Linked DNA regions of Callithrix jacchus: region 1 is linked to region 2. The links are chromatin contacts, called in public Hi-C maps. All regions are on one chromosome and are shown on one strand. The core of a region is the stretch at or near the end of the contact, and the rest is flanking DNA. Distances in the headings are between cores, read along the strand shown.

Region 1 (7,262 bases), core at 519-3,018, 140 kb after region 2:
CACTCCATGGCATGTTTTTTGACTCTGCTTGAATAGACGGCACAAATTTGAGCAACCAAAGATACCTCTCAGATCCGATCAGACTCGCCACCCAGATTTATGATATAGGGTTTCTTCTAGATACCTTTTTACTTCTTTCCCACAAGTATTCATCGCCTAAGGCAGTAAAGAACATAAATCTTAAGCATTTAAACCCTCAAATATAAGGCCTCCTGATCATAACCAAAGAAGCAGGTAACCCATGGACCTTGATCTTTCCTTCTCTCATAAGGTACTACCTCCCCAGGCAGATTACACTTCCAACAGCACTCAAATGAATGCAAGAATCCCGCAGGATAAAGTAACCTACAATTTGTGTTCCTATGTCTTAGCAAACCTAAAATCGCGAAGCGTTTGCTTCCCCAGGAGTAAATTATGCTGAACAGAGGTAAACATCATCTGTTATTTCCAGCTAAAACATAATGGAAGAAACCACCCTGACACTCCCATAGTCTTGTGTTCTTGCCTGTCTCAAGCTATACCCACACGGCTCTACTACCCAGGCCCCAGAGCAATTCACCTTGAAACTCTGTGTTGTCAAGGCCCCTGATGGCCTCCACTGCATCCTCTGCCCGCTCCATGTGTACGAAGGCATAATCTTTCACGATGTCACATTCGATGACCGGACCATACTCCTCAAACTTGGCTCGAAGCTCTTGGTTGGTACAAGTGGGGCTGATGTTACCCACGTGTAACTTGGTTGAAGCTTTGCTCTTATTCTTGCTGGCTTCCACGTTGATGTTCACCCCATGAAGCTTGTAATGGTGCAGGTTGCGTATGGCATCCTCGGCTGCTGTCTTGTCTTCTATGTGCACAAAGCCGTAATTCTTAATGATGTCACATTCCAGCACCTTCCCATACTGCTCGAAAAGAGAGCGGATCTCCTGCTCTGTGGCCTCCCGGGGCAGGTTTCCGATGAACAGCTTCACCATCCTGACAAGAGCCTGGGAGAGAAAAACAAGATTTCAAAAATCAGGGGTGTGGTGGGAAATTTCGGTGCAGTGCAGCATTTTCGTCTAATCCTCCAAAGTTCCGGCACCTTCAAGACCCTCACATAGACATTCGCTATTCTTCCTCAATAGAGGAAGGGCGGTTTGTTCTTGAGGAGTGCGCGCTATGTGTGACATGCAAACAGCCGGTCAAGGGTCAGCGTGCACAGGGCAGTCTATCATCTCCGTGAAATGGAGCGTAAATACCAGAATTAGCTGTTCCATGTCTTAAAATGAGGAAAGAGAAACGCCCAAGCAAAAGCAAGGAACAGTTATCGCAGTGAGCCTGCTAATAAGGTTTTGGAGGGAAATCTTCGTACCTCTCCTACGTGCGCTAGCACCTTTCAAGATACCCTAAAAAGAAAGAAGTCCCCTTTCCCCCAAACCGGGACTAACTACCCGCCCCCCAGCGGCCCAACCTCCAGCTCCTTCGCCCCAACAAAGACTCGACCCGACCCCTGCCCCGCCTCCTTCCGGAGACCCGGCCCCGCCTCCTCCCGTTGTCGTCCAGGACTTCCCGCAGCAAAACGTGAAACCCAAATCCGGACCATACTGTCTCCCGGAGGTCTGGCCCAGCCCGTCCCCAGGCTCTCCACATCGCACACACAAGAACCTCTCGCACCTCCGGGTGGCGGCGGCGGCGGCGGCGGCGGCGGCTCCCGCGTCAAAGCTAACCCTATAAAATGGCGACGGCCGCTCGAGCCTCGACGCTACCGGGCCCTTTCTCGCGCGCCAGCTCACGCACGCGCAAGTGCGCACTGCTTCCTTCCGCTTCACCTCGCGGGACCCAAGTGGCCAATCCTGAAGCTGAATACAAATGACCACGCAGCACGGGGGCGGGGCCCGCTGGAGGCGTTGCGGCTCCGTGGAGGTCAGCCCGCCCTCAGCCCCAGCCAGCCAATCACTACCCTGGAAGTGGTCGCCACTCCTGCCGTCAGAAGAGCTCTGGACGCCACCACTGCCTAGAGAAGTGGAGGCCCTAGGGAGTCACTCGCCATCACAATGGGTCGCGTTATTGGGCTCTGTGAGGGGGCGGGGTGCTGATGACAAAGGGTAATCTCTCCGAGTGCCCTAAAAAGGGGCTTTCGTAACGGGCTTTCCGGCCTTTGTGCAGCTTGGGGCAACATTTCAGAAACAACAGGCGCGCCACATTTTAAGCAAAACTAGTCATTGTTTTGTAGAGCTTTAAACATTAAAGTTTTTATTGCAGACGTGTTATTTAGGTACGGAAACTGAGAACCAAGGGACAGAAAGATAACCTGGCATTGCTACCCAGGCTACGCTTAGCCATGTTTTGTTTGCTCATGAGTATCCGTGGGCTGGTTCTCTCTCTCATTGTGTGTCCGTCACAGTCCTGGCCTGTGGTGAGCACAATAGAGGAATATTTGGTGGAGAGGCCCAGTGAGGTCCCAGTTTTGGGGTGGGACAGGGTCTCCTCGTCCACGCCAAGCTGGAAATGTATGTAACTGTGAGTTTCCCGACATACTCGAGCATTCAAAATTCACCTGTGGTCCAAGGGCACCTCCTGGCGGTAAAAAGAAGTTTAGACCGGCCGGGTGCAGTGGTCCGCGACTGTAACCCCAGCGCTTTGGGAGGCGGAGGCGGGCGGATCACGAGGTCAGGAGTTCAAGACCAGCTTGGCCAGTATGGTGACCCACCCCCCGCCCCCGCGTCGCTACTAAAAATACAAAAATTAGTTGGGCGTGGTGGCGCGCGCCTGTAATCTCAGCTACTTGGGAGTCTGAGGCAGGAGAATCGTTGGAACCTGGGAGGCGGAAGTTGCAGTGAGCCGAGATCGTGCCACTGCACACCAGCCTGCGTCACAGAGCGAGACTCGGTATCAAAAAAATAAAAAGTCAGGCGGATTCCCCACTGTCACCCTCCAACAAAGCATAGCAGTTTATGGAGATTGATGAATTGGGTTTATCTCCTAGTAGAGCCTGCCAGAGAGATTGTCAGTCACCATTCCCCATTGTAGTGGCTCCATAACGGTTTCTCTGATATTATCAGGCACACATTCCCCAGGCTGCCTGCTTCCACCCCAGCTACTTGAATATGTTCTTTCCCTGAGTTTTTTGTTTCTCAGCCATTTCAGAAAAGGCACTGTCCTTCCAATTTTATTTTTATTTTTTAAAAGACAGAGTCTTGCTGTGTCACCCAGGCTGGAGGGCAGTGGGGAGATCTCAGTTTACGGTAATGGGCGCTTCCCAGGTTCAAACCATTTTCCTGACTCAGCCTCCCAAGTAGCTGGGACTACAGGCATGCACCACCACATCTGGCTAATTTTTGTATTTTTAGTAGAGACGGGGTTCCACCATGTTGGCCAGGCTGGTGTTGAACTCCTGACCTCAAGTGATCCACCTACCTTGGCATCTCACACTGCTGGGATTACAGGTGTAAGCCACTGTGCCTGGCCCTTAACTATTATTTTTGAGTCAGTGTGTCACTTTGTCACCCAGGTTGGAGTGCAGTAACACCATTATGGCTCACTGTAGCCTCGACTTCCTGGGCACAAGTAATCCTTTCACCGCAGCCTCTGGAGCAGCTGGGACCACAGGCATGGGCCACCACATCCAGCTAATTTTTAAAAAATTTTTGTAGAGATTTTTTGGGGGTGTCTCATTATGTTGCCAGACTGGTCTCAAACTTCTGGGCTCAAGATGTTTCCACTTTAGCCTCACAAAATGCTGGGATTACAGGTGTGAGCCACTGCACCTGGCTTATGTGCTTCTAATTTAAAATAGCACTATCCTATGTTAATATCATCTAATGTTCATGCTCAGAATTCTCCTGGATTGTTACAAATGTCTTTTTACAGTTGATTTCTTCTAATCTCGACTTAAACGTGGTACATTTGCATAAATTATGTAAATAGTGTTTTTTGAGTTGTACAGCTCATTGTGCCTTACTGTTTTTTTACTAAGGGCTGTGTTGCTTCATGATAGCTAACTAGTGAGTAACGCAGTACTCCGTGGTGTACAATCATATATTATACTTTTTTTTTTTTTTTTGAGACAGAGTTCGCTCTTGTTACCCAGGCTGGAGTGCAATGGTGTGATCTCGGCTCACTGCAACCTCTGCCTCCTGGGTTCAGGCAATTCTCCTGCCTCAGCCTCCTGAGTAGCTGGGACTACAGGCACGCACCACCATGCCCATCTAATTTTTTGTATTGTTAGTAGAGACGGGGTTTCACCATGTTGACCAGGATGGTCTCGATCTCTTGACCTCGTGATCCACCCGTCTCAGCCTCCCAAAGTGGTGCTGGGATTGCTTACAGGCGTGAGCCACCACACCTGACCTTTTTTTTAGAAAAGGTCTTGCACTGTCATGCAGGCTGGAGTGCAGTGGCACAATCAGCTTACTGCAGCCTTCAGCTCCTGGGTCCAAATGATCCTCCTGCTTCAGGATGCTGAAGCCCACAGCCCTCAGCCTCCCAAGTAGCTAGGATTATATGCCCAGCTAATTTTTTTGTTTTTGGTAGAGACGAGGTCTCACGATGCTGCCTGGGCTAGTCATACACCTGGCCCCAAGTGATCCTCCCACTTCCAGTATACTAGGGTTACAGGTGGCCTCTTGAATTTTCAAGTTTGTGCTTCTGTAAATTTCCTGTTCATATCTTTTGCCCATTGTTGTTTTCAGGTTGCAGGATCCTTTTTGTTGTTGATTTTTAGGGCTTTTTTTGTATATGCTAGATGTTAATCTCTTACTGGTCTCAAATATCATATCTCATTCCACTAATTATTAACTTTATCCATGGTGTCCCTCATTGAACAGAAATCCTTTTTTTTTTAGGCAATGAAATTAATTTCTATCTTAAAGCTGTGCTTTTGTTTTTTTTTTTAATAGCCTGTTGCCCAGGCAGGAGTGCAGTGGGGTGTGATCATGGCTCAGTGCGGCCTCGACTTCTGGGGCTCAAGCAATCCTTCCTCCTCAGCCTCCCAAGTAGCTGGGACTACAGGTGGGTTCCACTATGCCCAGCTAATTTAAAAAATTTATCTCTGTAGAAATGGGGTTTTGCTGTGTTGCTTAGGCTGGTCTTGAATTTCTGAGCTTGTGATCCTCCATCTTACCTCCCAAAGTGCTGGGATTACAGGTATGGGCCACTGTACCTGGCTTGCTTTTGAACTTTTGTGTAAGATGTTCTTTTGTAGACCCTGCTGGTCACAAGATATTATCCAACATTTTATTCTATTATGTTTTTGGGACAGAGTTTCACTGTTGTCACCTAGGCTGGAGTACAGTGGCGTGATCTCAGCTCACTGCAACCTCTACCTCCCAGGTTCAAATGATTCTCCTGCCTCAGCCTTCTGAGTAGCTGGGATTACAGGTATGTGCCACCATGCCTGGCTAATTTTTGGATTCTTAGTAGAGACGGGATTTCACCATGTTGGCTAGGCTGGTCTCGAACTCCTGACCTCAGGTGATCTGCCTGCCTTGGCCTCCCAAAGTGCTGGGACCACAGGCATTAGCCACCTAGCCCAGCCTATTATGTTTTTTACCTTTTGCATTTAGATCTGGAGCTCATTTAGAGCGGTGCTGTCCAATACAAATACAATGTAAGCTACATATGTAATTTAAACACTTCCAGCAAGCACATGAAAAAAAGGAAACAAAATAATTGAAATTCACTTTAATGATACTTTTGAAACCCAATTTGTCTAAAATATTATTTCGACACATAATAGAAACATTGAGATATTTAAAGTTGTCCTCTTCCATGCTTGACACCCGGTGTTTTACAGTCATGGCACGCTTGGTTTGGCTACATCTCAGTAGCCACTCATGGCTGGTGGCTGCGGCTTTGGACAGCAGAGACCTAAAGTCCACTCTTGTAGGTAATGTTAAGTAAGAATGCAAATATATTTTTCTCTACATAATTTTTTTTTTTTTTGAGACAGGGTCTCGCTTTATTGCCCAAGCTAGAGTGCGGTGGCATGATCTTGGCTCACTGTAACCTCTGTTTCCCAGGTTCAAGCAGTTCTCCTGCCTCAGCCTCACAAGTAGCTGGGACTACAGGCATGTGCTGCCTTGCTTGGCTCCTTTTTGTAGAGATGGGGTTTCACCGTGTTGCCCAGGCTGGTCTTGAACTCATGAGCTCAAGTGACCCACTCACCTCAGCTTCCCAAAGTCCTGGGATTACAGGTATGAGCCTCCATGCCCGGCCATCTCTCTCCATTGATTTGTGGTGCCCGCATTCATTGTGTTTGTGTGTCTAACTTGTCTCATATCCCTCACCGCCCCATTCCATCCTGTTCTTTTCTGGAGCTTTTTCTTTTTTTCCTTTCTGCTCACAACTGAAGGTGTTTTCTGACTTGCTTCCTGACCCTATGCTTACCTTCTAGGTTCTGTCCTTAAGGAATCGTGCTGTTAAGAGCTTCAGCTGCCTCGCGTGTGCAGAAGCTGCTTGGAGCCTTCAGTCTCACCTCTGTTCACAATGCCTGCCTTCTGCGAGACTGCTTCAACTGGCTGCCCTCTTTACACTTACATGTCATGTTAAAATGAGCATTTCTCCATTAATTTCTCCATATACATTTCTTTCTAACATTTCCAATTATTGTTTCCCTTCAACCTCAGGCTTGCCACCTGTGAGTGCAAATACCTAGATTGCCCAGCACCCGCCCCAAGGTCTGACTGTCTCTTCAAACTGGGGATTTTACAGGTGTACATGAAGAGAAGGCGCCTGTGTAGTGCTGATGGATTGTTCCACTTATCCCCACAACAGACTGTCCTGTACATGTATCCACCTGTTGGTTGTGGAGCAGTAAACCTACCCATAGTAAGGGGAGATGACCCTGCAGGCGTGCTGGTCTACTGATGTCCAGTTTGGAGCCCACTCTGCGTTGTGCTGTGTAGTTCTGGGCATGCACACCCCCAACTCTTTGTCATGACTGATGATAGGCCGGCGGTCAATGACACTAAAGATGGGGCTGCTTTCCTGGCAAAACGGTTGTCTGTGTGTAGAGGAAACCATGGAAGAACACAACTTTTCCCTGCAGGAGGCCACCAAGGATCGGTCACTTCCATCAACATCTGGAGACAAACCCTGCCCTGAAACCTCCAATTGCCAAGCCAGAGACAAAAGAGAAGCCACCTGCTCCTTTCTAAGTACTTCAACAGATCTGGAAGACAGTCTCAGCTGGGCATGGTGGCTCATGCCTGTAATCCCAACAGTTTGAAAGGCCAAGGTGGGAGAATCACTTGGCCCCAGGAATTTGAGACCAGCCTGGACAACAC
Region 2 (6,674 bases), core at 2,107-4,606:
GAAGCCCACGCAGCGGCCCAGCAGGCGGCAGTGGTGGTCCCGACGTAGGATGCAGATGCGGCAGGCAGAGCAGTGTCCACTGCGTGGCGGCACCTGGCTTTGGCACTGGTAGCAGTAACTGCAGGAAGAAACCACAGGGTCAGTTCCCCTAGCAGCTCACGTGCCCCATATCATGCATGGGGCAGCCCCAGAGCCCATCCTGGGGAAGCAGGAACAGTCATTTGCCCTGCTTCACCTCAATTTCTTTGTTTGTTTCATTTTGTTTTGTGTTGAGATGGAGTCTCACTCTATTGCCCAGGCTGGAGTACAGTGGCGTCATCTCGGCTCACTGCGACCTCCACCTCCCTGGTTCAAGTGATTCTCCTGCCTCAGCCTCCTAAGTAGCTGGGACTACAGGCGCCCGCCACCATGCCCAGCTAATTTTTTGTATTTTTAGTAGAGACGGGATTTCACCATGTTAGCTAGGATGGTCTCAATCTCCTAACCTTGTGATCCGCCCACCTCAGCCTCCCAAAGTGCTGGGATTACGGGCACGAGCCACAGTACCCAGCCACAAGCCTCAATTTCTTTACAGGTAAATGCAGACTAAACAAGATGTCCTAGACCCTTCTAGGTCTCTTCCAGCCCTAACATCCCCGTCCTGAGACCTCTCTCAAGCCACTAACATCCAGCAGTAAATCTCTCCCTTCCACAATGGATACTCCTTTGTCAAGGTCACTAGGGACTCCCTGGATTACTGCAATAGCCTCTCAACTGGTCTCCAATTCCACCTTTGCCCCACCTCACACAGTCTTACCCCAGCAACCAAACTGACCCTCCTCTGCTGAAAACCCTCTGTGGTTCTCCAATTTATTTCAAAGCCTTCCATGTCCTACAGCACCTTCCATCTGTGAGAGCTCTTCCCCTGTCTTACTCCACTCCAGCCACAGTGGCCTGCTTGCTGTTCCCGGAACGTGCTACCTATAGAACTGCCTCAGAGCCTTTGCTTCATCTGTCCCCTCTGCCTGGAACACCCTTCTCAGATTCCCACATGGCTAACTCCCCCACCCTCTCCAAGTTTTGCTCAAATGCCTCCTTCTTTATGAGGTCTACTTTGACCACCTATTTATTTTTATTACTTTAAAAATCAATTTGGCCGGGCGTGGTGGTTCATGCCTGTAATCCCAACACTTTGAGAGGCCAAGGCAGGTGGATTACAAGGTCAGGAGTTCGAGACTAGTGTGGCCAACACGGTGAAACCCCATCTCTACTAAAAATACAAAAATTAGCCGGGCATGGTGGCGTGTACCTATGGTCCCAACTACTTGGGAGGCTGAGGCAGGAGAATCACTTGAACCCAGAAGGCAGAGGTTGTGGTGAGCAAAGATCGCACCACTGCAATCCAGCCTGGGCAACAGAGTGAGATTCCATCTCAAAAAAAAATTAATTAAAAAAAAAAAATTTAGTGCTCGCTTCGGCAGCACATATACTAAAACTGGAACGATACAGAGAAGATTAGTGCAAGGATGACACGCATATTCATGAAGCATTGCACAATAAAAATAATAATAATTGGGCCAGGTGCGGTGGCTCATGCTTGTAATCCCAGCACTTTGGGAGACCAAGGCAGGTGGATCACGAGGTCAACAGATCGAGACCATCCTGGTCAACATGGTGAAACCCCGTCTCTACTAAAAATACAAAAAAAATTAGCTGGGCACGGTGGCGCGTGCCTGTAATCCCAGCTACTCAGGAGGCTGAGGCAGGAGAATTGCCTGAACCCAGGAGGCGGAGGTTGCGGTGAGCCGAGATCGTGCCATTGGACTCCAACCTGGGTAACAAGAACAAAACTCCGTCTCAAAATAATAATAATAATAATAATTTAAAAACATTTTAAAGACAGGGTCTTGCTACAGTATCCAGGGTGGAGTGTAGTGGCTGTTCACAGGTGCAATCTGTGAACACATCACTACAGCCTCAGCTTCTCAAGTAGCTGGAACTACAGGCAAAAGCCTGTGCCCGGCATAAAATGTGTGTGGAGAGCCTGTTACCTGGTGTAATCTGTATTGTCTAATTGACAAATTCCAGTTGTATATACTTATGGGATACCAAGTAATGTTATGATTTATCAATACAACTTGGAATAATTTTTTTTTTTTTGAGACAGAGCAGCCCAGGCTGGAGCGCAGTGGCTCAGTCTCTGCTCACTGCAACATGTACTTCCCAGCTTCAAGCAATTCTCTTACCTCAGCCTCCTGAGTAGCTGGGATTACAGGCACACACCACCACATTCAGCTAATTTTTTTTGTATTTTTAGTAGAGACGAGGTTTCACCATGTTGGTCAGGCTTGTAAACTTCTGACCTTAAGTGATCTTCCCACTTTGGCCTCCCAAAGTACAGGCATGAGCCACCGCACCTGGCCTGACCACCTATTTATTTATTTATTTATTTTGATATGTTTCGCTCTTGTTGCCCAGGCTGGAGTGCAATGGTGCAATCTCAGCTCACCAAAACCTCTGCCTTCCGTGTTCAAGCGATTCTCCTGCCTCAGCCTCCTGAGTAACTGGGATTACAGGCATGTGCCACCACATCTGGCTTTTTTTCTTTTTTTTGTATTTTTAGTAAAAACGGGGTTTCTCCAAGTTGGGCAGTCTGGGCTCGAACTCCTGACCTCAGGTGATCCACCGGCCTCGGCCTCCTAATACTGAAACTTGCAACCTCTTTACCCTGCTCTACTTCTTATTTCCATACTACTATCACCTTCTAGCATTCTATATGATTTTCTTATTATTCCTCTAGTTTCTCATCTGTCCCCTAAATAAGCTCCAGATCAGGAATCTGTTCTATTGTAGCCTTAGTACCTCGCACCTAGTAGGTGCCCAATAAGTAGCTGTGAGTGAATAACAGTCGTTCTAGCTCTTCCATCCCAGGTTCTAAAAAAATTTCTGGTTCTAACAACCCGGATCCTAATGTAAGCCGGTTCTAACATCTCAAGTCTTGGGGCCCTTCCGCCCTAGCAAAGTCTCCCACTTCTCCCCCCGGATTCCACGCCCCACTCACGCCCAGCCCTGGCCCAGACCACGGCCGGCCAGCATCACGCCGCGGATGCTTGGATCCGAGCGCAGGAAGAGCCCCACGTTGCCCAGCAGGTTGAGCATCTGGAAGGCGGCCAGCGCCAGCTGAAAGGCCCGAGCCAGGGGTCCCAGCGGGGGCGGCCCGGGACCGACCACCAGCACGTAAGCCAGCTCCAGGCCCACGGCCGTGGCCCACAGCGCGGTGAGCATGAGAGGCAGCCGCGCGGGCGCCCCATCCGCGCCCTCAGCCGCCCAGGGCTGCCCCATGGCCTGGACACCCCAGCAATCGCAGCTAGAGGACTCGGCCGCTTCCGTATTGGGGCGGGAATAACGGCAGACGGACGTCTGCTACGGCCAATAAAAGCTCCGAAGGAGTGCGGCGAGCGCTTAATCTCTCAGGGAGCGGCCGACCGACGGGGCGAGTTGATTGGACCGACGGACCAGCAGGAGGCGCTCGGGAAATCCGCAGCACTGGATCACGGAGGACGCCGCGGAGTGATCGGCCCGCCCACCCTGGGAGGCCCCGCCCTCCCCGCCGGAGCCCCGCCCGCTGCCCAGGCGCGCCCGGGGGATTGAGTTGCAGCCTGGGCGGCGTCGGTCGGGATTTCCCGGCTCAGCAAATTCTCCCCTACTCCCCCCAGCCGCCCCGATATTAATAGCCCTGCCGCGGCCCATCCAGCTGGCTCAGAGCCGTTCCCCATGCCCGGTGTCTCCCTTCATCACCCCAGAAAACATGCAAAACAGCTCGGCGCCTTCGTGTTCCTGACTGTGAAATGGGGATAGGGCTCCGTGTCCCACCAGCTAGGGGCTGGAAGAGGCTGGCGAGGAGCGCCGGAGGGCAGCCGCTAGGGCGGCCCACGGTCACTATTATTATCGGCCTGTCCATTGTGGAGAGGAGGAAACAGAGAGGTCCCGTGGATTTCCCAAGGTCACACAGCACCCCCGCAGCGGAGCGGGAACGCAAACCCAGGATCTCCGCCGCGAGATCCATCCCGGCGCCCCCCACCTCCGCAGTCCCTAGCCCCAGGACAACCCCTTGCCAGGTCCAGTCCAAGCTCCTTCGCCCCATCTGGCCCCTCCCTCCTCCCCCATATTTAGTGCGAATTCGATCCGGGGCTGGGTTGGGCCCTACTTAACGGGGCCCGGGTGTCCGAGAGCGCGCGGAGCGGAGCGAAGCCAGGAGCCCGAGCAAGATGATGATGGTTATACAGCCCGAGGGTCTGGGGGCCGGGGAGGGGCCCTTCGCGGGCGGCGGCGGGGGCGGCGAGTACATGGAACAGGAGGAGGACTGGGACCGCGACCTGCTGCTGGACCCGGCCTGGGAGAAGCAGCAGCGGAAAGTGAGTGTTCGCCCATTTCCCGACAGCAAAACCGAGGCCTGAGAGGCCGGGCGGTTTGTCCTGGGCATCTCAGCAGGGCAGGGGGGCAGAGGCTGTCTTTAACCTAGAGTGCCAGTCCCCAGCCCAGGCCCTGCCCATCAGCTGTCTGCTGTCCCCAGGGCTGGCGGAGAGGACTGGGAACCCTCAAGAGGGGTTTAGAATGACAAGAGAGTTTCTGGGGTCCCCACCCCGCAGGGTTCATTCCCCTGGGCCCACTGCCCCACTTCTGCTGGTCAAAACAGGTTGGGCAAAGTCCAGGAGATCCAAGTTTAGGGGTTCAGGAAGGAGAATCTCCCACCACTCTCTAGTTAAATATTCCCAGGCCCCACCCTGAGGGCTTGCAGCCAAGCAGCTAGTGGACTTGGGAGTGTGGTAGGGTGAGGAGGGTCCTCTCAGACCCCACCCCATCTCCAGGGTGGGGTTCATAGTCGCTGTATCTTATGTAACGATTGAAGAAGCTGAAGCCCAGAAAGGAGAAGAGACAGGCCTCAAATCACAGACTGTCAGACTTCAGGGCCCCCTAACCTGAGGATCTTTATCCCTTGCCCCACCCCCATTCTTTCCCAAGATACCCCAGAGGCCCTGAGTCTGCTGAAAAGACCACAGGTCAGGGAGGGGAGACCTGGGTCCCCTTACGCAGTAACCTGACTCTCTGGCCAGATGGACACGTAGTGCTGAGGCAGCACCTCAGGGGCCCAGCCCGTTGGGCACTCAGGGCCCCTCCCTCCCTGAGCTATTTTCACTTCCAGACTTTCCCAAGTGGAGGGGGCAGGACACCTGGGTTCCCAAAGAGAAAATGATCCAGGCCAGAGGGAGAAAAATTTGGGGAGTGGCAGGCCAGGGGTAACTAGGAGAAAACCATGAGCCATTGGACCCTGCTCAGCATGTGCCAACACTGTATGACTCCAGGAAAGGGAAGGGTACCAGGGCATTCAGTGGAATTTGCAGGACCTGAGAATCCTAGAATTTAGAATCAGAACACTTCCGCTGGGTTAGATAGCAGGAGATGACGCTGACTCAGCTGGGGTTCCCCAGGTGACAGACCTCCCGTTAGGCTCCCCTGCACCTGTCTCCAGCCTGGCTGCAGTCCCAGGTTCAGCAATTTCCTGGTGATGTCATCCCTGTCCTTGGCTCCAGCTGCCACCTGTTCTGCAACATCCATCCCTAACCCCTCCCACCCGGGCCTCTCCTGGATCCAGGTCTTCATGCCCCTCATATGACACATACCAGTCTGTAACTTGCCTTTGTCACCTAACAAAATATCAGAAACATCTGTTCATCGCAACTTGCAGTCACCATCTCATCCATTCATTCAACAGCTGCGCAGCATAGAGGCTCTGAAAATCAATCAGCATCCCCTGTAGTGGCTCACGTCTTTCTCGTCCAGCGTTGTTTATTGCAAGGTGGAAATAAACATCCTTGCGCTCTGCTTTAGCCCTGCCCTCTCCCTGTTCCTCTATGCTCCCCTTCTCCCCAGTGACTCCTCCATCCAAGGGCTTCCTTCACACGGTCTTGGAGCAGCATGCCCACTTCCTCCCACCTGATGACTTACTATGTGCCAGCACCGTTTTAGGTGCTGGGATTCGGCAGCAGACAAAATAAAGCCCCTGTCGCAGGGAGCTGACATTCCATCATTTCCGTCTCATCCACCCGATCCTGCCTTGTCCCCATCACTGACACCCTTCCTCTCTTGCCCTGGTCCCAGTTACTGCCTCCTAACTTCTCCCCTCTGCTGCGCCAAGCCATTTAGCTCCATTCTGCAGCCAGCATGGACAGTTCTGCCCACCTCCCTCTTGCCTGAGGCTTCCCTGACTCCCTGTTGCCCTCAAGATCAAATTTAATCTCCCCGGCTTAGCACCCAAGATGATGCATGACCTGGCCCCTGCTGCCCCTCCGGCCCGCCTGTTACCACTTATGCCCCAACACCCCCAGCTCTATTCCAGCAGTGCCCAGATCCTTGTAGTCTGACAAATGTAGCAACTGTTTCTCTCAGCCACCAAGCACTTGCCCGCAAGGCTGCCCCTGCCTGAAATGCCCTTGCCTGCCCTTCCCTGCCTGAATAATTCCTGCCCATCGCAGTCTGATCAAATGCTGGCCTTCCCAAGAGGCCCGCACCCTGATCTGCAGCGTCCCTCCCATAAACTCCTCAGCAACTTCTTCCAGCACTTCTCAGATCAACATGACTCTTGTATAGACTATGAGCTCCCTTAGGGCAGGAACCACATCTCATTCAGAGTCATG

Evidence for each region. Hi-C and Micro-C count contacts between places; a contact is called where the count stands out from the background.
Region 1: a contact with region 2 is called in a Hi-C map of skeletal muscle, with 4 times the contacts expected there. The contact joins the promoter of RBM4B here to the promoter of ZDHHC24 in region 2. A contact is called at or near these places in 2 of 3 Hi-C or Micro-C datasets (induced pluripotent stem cells and skeletal muscle).

Annotation. Positions count from the first base shown.
Region 1 is chr10:123,756,915-123,764,176 of calJac240_pri, forward strand. RBM4B (RNA binding motif protein 4B) reads right to left here and starts at 1,769. Exons shown (of 5, transcript XR_013523516.1): 1 at 1,651-1,769; 2 at 560-983. RBM4 (RNA binding motif protein 4) reads left to right here. Exons shown (of 5, transcript XR_013523512.1): 2 at 4,875-4,986; 3 at 5,237-5,355; 4 at 5,997-6,170; 5 at 6,371-7,262.
Region 2 is chr10:123,616,469-123,623,142 of calJac240_pri, forward strand. It overlaps ZDHHC24 (zDHHC palmitoyltransferase 24), which reads right to left and starts at 3,357. Exons shown (of 3, transcript XM_009008527.5): 1 at 3,041-3,357; 2 at 1-118. The coding sequence starts at 3,321. It overlaps ACTN3 (actinin alpha 3), which reads left to right and starts at 4,215. Exons shown (of 20, transcript XM_078341468.1): 1 at 4,215-4,394. The coding sequence starts at 4,248. It also overlaps the pseudogene LOC118145936.